Linked DNA regions of Mus musculus: region 2 is linked to region 1. The links are chromatin contacts, called in public HiChIP or PLAC-seq maps. All regions are on one chromosome and are shown on one strand. Each heading gives the region's core, a stretch centred on a gene start, on an enhancer-like site or on the middle of the called end of the contact. The rest is flanking DNA. Distances are from core to core; before and after follow the strand shown.

The links. HiChIP or PLAC-seq counts read pairs in DNA pulled down with a chosen protein or histone mark.
Region 2: an HNF4G HiChIP or PLAC-seq map of pancreatic cancer cells shows a contact between it and region 1. The contact joins the promoter of Psmf1 here to the promoter of Nanp in region 1. A contact is called at or near these places in 2 of 39 promoter capture datasets (erythroid cells and pre-B cells), 2 of 484 Hi-C or Micro-C datasets (the G1E-ER4 cell line and LSK cells) and 1 of 115 datasets of contacts at active chromatin or transcription factors (pancreatic cancer cells).

Annotation. Positions count from the first base shown.
Region 1 is chr2:151,037,877-151,040,730 of GRCm38.p6, reverse strand. Nanp (N-acetylneuraminic acid phosphatase) reads left to right here and starts at 1,352. Exons shown (of 2, transcript NM_026086.2): 1 at 1,352-1,494. The coding sequence starts at 1,405.
Region 2 is chr2:151,739,828-151,742,681 of GRCm38.p6, reverse strand. Psmf1 (proteasome (prosome, macropain) inhibitor subunit 1) reads left to right here and starts at 1,372. Exons shown (of 7, transcript NM_212446.2): 1 at 1,372-1,671. The coding sequence starts at 1,543.

The DNA of each region.
Region 1 (2,854 bases), core at 103-2,602:
TATGACTGGCTGAAGTCAGCCTTTACCTTACATAGTTTTGGCGGTTTGGGCCTGACTGGCTGGAGGCCCAGCCATTTTTTCACAATTTGTATATATTACCCAGGTAGGGTACAGTTCACTATGAACAGAAGCCACTTGGAGCCAGTATCATTCAAGTATAGACAAAGATCTTAGTTGAAGTTAATTCAAGCCAGATGTGGTGGTACTTGGGAGAACTAGCACTTGGGAGACAGAGGGAGGCAAATCACTCTGAATTTGAGGCCAGCATGGTCTACACAGCTAGCTCCAGGCCAATCAGTTACTCAATGTGACACTGTCTCAAAACAAACAAACAAACAACAAAAACTGAAACTATAGACAATTAAATTTAATCAATTCTCACATGTTATGAAATACTTTCTCATTTTCTCTGAATAACTTACAATGTAAGAACCAATCCTAATTCGAAAGCTCAGAACCAGGTCTGTGGCATTGGCTGACCCAATAAGTTCCAGGTTAGTGAAAGTGACTCCAAATTTCATCAATAAAAAAGGATTAGAGGTTGATTTCAACCAACAGAAGGCAAACCTTGTTACTTATCTTGTGGGGTTCTTAACAGACAGTCTCGGTTCCTTGCTAGAAATTACAGAAAACCATGCAATTAATAGGCACACAAGACTTGGGCTGCAGAGTTTCAGAAAAATGAGTAAAGATGGAGGGAAAGGAGCTGGAGAAATGGTTCACTGGTTAAGAACTCATACTGCTCTTGTAGAGGACCCAAGTTCCCAGCACCCACAGTGGGCAGCTCACAGCCGCCGCAACTGCAGCTCCAGGACGACCTCGTCTGTCCTCTGCAGGCACTCACGTACACAGAAACACAAATACACATTTTTAAGAACAACCATTCGGCAGACACTGCAGAGACTCCCATTTCTCTTCAGTTCTTCTAAGCATCTTTCAAAGGATGTTCAGATGAAGGCTCTAGTTCCTACAAGGCTGTGGGCAAGAAGTGAAGCGCTAAAGTCACCGGGCAGCTAGGTTCCGAGGTTGGTGGGCACACTCTCCTGCCCCATCTCCTGATGGAGACTGTGCGGTCACCATAGAAAGACAGGCCAGCCAAGGGTCTGGAGAGTTTCTCCAGTACGGCTCGGATGTCCTTCTCAGCCCTAAGCAAGCCCACCAAGCCATTAACGGAGAGGACCATCCACCCACACACAGCAGTAAGCCTTGATAACACTCATCCACCTCTCGTGCACGCGCACCCTATAAAATTTAGTGTCCGAATCTCGCGCGATCTTGCCACGGAGACCCCGGAGCTTTGGAAGGGTCAGGTGACCTCCGAGACTCCGCCCAGGTGTTCCTGACCGCCTTGCGCATGCGCGGCGCGGCAGAAGCGGCTCGCGCGCTGCTTGGGTTGCCGAGGCTATGGGGCTGAGTCGGGTCCGCGCGGTCTTCTTTGACCTGGACAACACACTCATCGACACGGCCGGGGCGAGCAGGAGAGGCATGTTGGAGGTAACGTCCCCGCGCCGTCGCCCTCCCCTGCCGGGCCAGCACTCCGCTCCGCACCCTCAGTCCCCCCGCTGCGTGCCCGTGGAGCTTCTTTCCCGCGCGTGGGGCCGGGTGCTGGACTCTGAACTGCCACGACTGCAGAGTCGCCGCCACCTGCGGTCACCCGGGCTCGGACGGCGCGGGACGAGACCCCTCGCCCTCCTCTTGCTGCAGCCCCGCGCGAGATGGGCTGCGGTGGGTTTTGGGGAAGAGGCTCAGACAAGGCTTTGGCCCAGGAAGTTATATAACTCTGAGAGGCGGGCCTGGACTTAACCTACATCATAGCATTTTTTTTTTCCCTGCAGGCCTCCCTGTGGCCTTCCGGGCTTTCTGGTGCTGAGACCCTCGGCACATAAAATGCTGAGGGGGCAGTCTTTTAGTGAGGCATTGCTGATCTGCACCCTCCTAGCTATAGCTACAGATGCTGTCGGACATCTTCCTTTTCCAGTCCTGCTCTTAACCCACCCCTACTTTCCATCCCCTGCCTTCAGCTTCAAGGAGAAACCGAAGGAGTATCAGATGTGGAAAGCCCACTTACAAAAAAATGCCTGCCCTTTCAATACTAAGGGTCTTATGCGTCTTCAGGTAGTTTTTTGTTTATCTGGATCTTAAACCTTCCACATTTCTTGCTGCATTGCACCCACAGTTTGTTCGTGTCGGTCTTTAAAATTTTTTAACCCTACATCTCTCTTGGACTGTGCTTTTCTGCACAGCTATGTTTTAAGGAAAATTGCCACCCGTTGTCTCCATCAGGGCTCTCTTCTCTGTATTTCCAAATCCACTCACTGGGACGTAGCTTCTGTCTCTGCCACAAGAATACAATAGGCTTGCCAAGTGGTTAGGTGGCTCCCAAAGTGCCAACGTCACTAGGTATTTTGAATTGGGGTGTGCATGTGCGTGTGCGTGTGCGTGTGTGTGTGTTATTTTCTTGGTTCTGAGGTTTGAGCCTACCTCCTCGCCATCCGAGACAGGTTCTCCCCTGAGCTACTTCTCCCCACACTTGGAATCAGTCTTAACTGAAGATTTCCACGCTGTCGATTGCCCCGTGCATTGTGACACCCTCACACGTTACATACTTCCGTGTGTTCTGCCTCCATTATCTCAGACTGCAGACAGGGCACACTCAACAGGTGCTCTTATCCAGCTGAGGCCCGTGTTTTGAGACTCAGGTTTTGTGTTAGGCTGGTTCTTGTTAAGTAGGTCTATTAAACCTCACATTTGAATCACAATTCTCCCAGTACTCGGTGCCTCAGCAGACCCCCTGTCTATGCCTAGCCTCAGATCCTCGTAAATTTGAGCATTAGTCTGCATAACACTGTCAGGT
Region 2 (2,854 bases), core at 123-2,622, 700 kb before region 1:
GGCAGTGTTGAGTCTCCAGTTACACGGGGGTAGCTACATTTCCCACCTTGGTGCCTTCACGTATGCTATATGCTTTTACAGGAACATTTCTTCTTTATTCTTCCATGAGAGTTCTGTGCAATTGGCCATTTCTTAATCCAAGAAACCCTTCCTGATCCTTGCTTGGAACATAGGCTTCCTGTGGGCCTTGTATAGCTCTCTCAGCACCCCCAAATGACAGATTTCATACTGGATTGCTTTTTGTCTATTAAAAAGAAACACTACAAAGTTCCATCAGGGCAAGACCTGTGGCATGTTAACCTAGGCATGAGAGCTGAGAGAAGTCAAGGTCACTGGAGCCAAGGAGATCAGAGAATGAAAGGACACTTGGAGGTGATATCAGAAAGGCACAGGGCCTGTGGAGTGAGAGGGTGACAGACCTAGAGTGAACTTCGCCTTTGAGGTGTGGCTTGGGCCTAAGGAACATGGTCTTCCCTGTGTTTTAACAGAATCTCTCTGGTTGTAGGGTGAAACCAGTGTAGCATACAAGGCTGATGCCAGGCAACCAAGAAAAAAAAAATGACAATGGTTTGGGTCATGGTACCAACCAACATGGCAAAATTTATTTGTCTACAAAAAAGTATTGGACTTCAAGAAACATGGAGAAACAACAGGTGGTTAAAAAAATCTTGATGGAGATTGGGGCACAAGTGGCTAGCATTTGTCAGTTATCTCTGGGCTCTAGATGTGGTCAAAAGCTGTGTTTACTTGGGTGAAGTCATTTCACTCTTTCTGCTCTTTATATCACTCGCAAAGTGAGGATGGGTAATAAAATATACCCCATGAATTTGTTGAGAGGGGATGTAAAGGTTTTGGCACAGGATTTAGCATGCAATCAACATACATATAAATGCTATCCTAGAGACCAAATTACCAGTTCCCAGGGGCACCTCTATTGCTCACTGGCTGATTGTGACACGATTTCCAAATCTATGTAGTGGCAGAGTACTGTCATCAATACCAACTGTATAATACTGGATCTGGAAATTTTGATAAATGCATTAAAGTTTAGCATGTAGAATAAAGTGCTATCAGGCAAGAAGTACTGCAGGCATGCTAATAAATTACGATGAAAACATCTAAGACAGATTGCCTAAATTTTCCCCCGGCCTAGTACACACTCCACTTCGCAGATGAGAAGTCTACTGTAGTTGGTAGAAGGCAGTCTCTCCCCAGGAACGAACAGCCTGGCACTCAGCAGTCGCCTGCTGCAGGCAAAAAGGCTTTGAGAAGATAAGCCCTAGCCTGCGCGCTTCTTAGTGGAACCTTCTAGTTCGGTGCAGGTGTTTCCAGCCCGGAGCACGCACAAAGTCAACAAGTATTTCCGGTGCGCGTCTCTGCGTTTCCGCGTTTCCACTTTTCCGCGCAGGTGCGGACAGAGCCGAAAGCGAAGGCGGCATCAAAAGGCGTCGCTGCCGCTCGCGGTCCCGCTTCTCTTAGGCGGAGCGGCTTTCTGCATAGTCCCCTCCTTTTCTTCCTTTCCCACAGAAGCCGCAAACATCCATGGCGGGTCTCGAGGTTCTCTTCGCGTCGGCCGCTCCATCCATGAGCTGCCCGCAGGACGCACTCGTCTGCTTCCTGCACTGGGAAGTGGTGACAAACGGCTACTATGCCTTGGGCACGGGCGACCAGGTACGCGGGTGGAGGGGAGTCTGCAGCCCGAGGCCCAAAGGCCTGCCCTGACCGTGCCAAAGCCAGGGCCCGAGCGAGGCTTCTGATGCCGCACTTTAGCGCGCCTGGTGCTGGTGCCGACAACGGGCACAGCGTGCGTGTAAACTCGGGAACGGACGTGTAAAGGCGTCCCCGACACAGCCGGGGTTGTGTGGATCTGACTGAGACAGGCTAGTAGCTTCCTCAAGGTCCTCATCCACCAGTTTACCCAAAGCATCTGCCGTAGAATACTCCGTGCTACACCCTCAACTCCAAGCATCTGGATTCAAGCACTGGTGTGGCAGTGAACTTTGACCTACTCAGCCATATTCTAGGACCCCTTCTTCGAGGGGACAGTGTTTGGATTTCAGACTTGAATGCTGCGTTTGATTCTTGCTGTCCGTTCTCCTGAAGTACTTTCTGGGCTCAGGCTGCCCTTGCCTCCATTCTCTGCTGATGGGTATGCGTTTTCAGGGTAGAAGCCAAAAAAAAATTTTTTTTAATTAATTAGTTAAAAATTGAGAGGCCATTAACTGTTAATTTATCTACTAGAGAGTTTTATTTTCCAGCCTGTGGCCAGCAGATTAGTAATGCTTGCTGGACTCAGCAGGTATTTGTGTTGGTCCTCTAGCTGCCTCCTGCCACCCTCCTTCTGTGGGTGATGAGAGGAACAAAGCACGCACTTGACTGGGTAATACCAACTCAGCAGCTAAAGAGTCATGCTGCCCACTTTCTCTTTGCTTTTTTGCCTCCAGTGCTATAGAGCTGGGCTTGTAATATTTGATCTCAAGAACATGTTTGTTGACTTGAACAAACAGGCATTGATTGGTCTCCTTATTGAGGGCACGGCTACTCCCCATGAGAGCTCTGTAGCCGTGTGAGATAAGGTCAGTGGAGGGCCATGGAGATGGCCATAGATACGAGTTAGAAAAATTGGCATTGTGTTGTGGGAGTCTGAAGATTATAAAGAGAGAATGACCTGTTTATGTGTGCAGTTTTGGTTGGTTGGTTGGTTGGTTGGTTGCATTCTAGCCCAGAGGCACTAGGGTGAGCCCAGTGGCCATTAAGGAATGTTTCTAGCCTCAGGATTTTGTCTATAGAAGACAGCTAGCTTTACCTTTCTTTACCTTACCAGTCTGTCTGGAAGAATCTCCAGCCTGCCCTG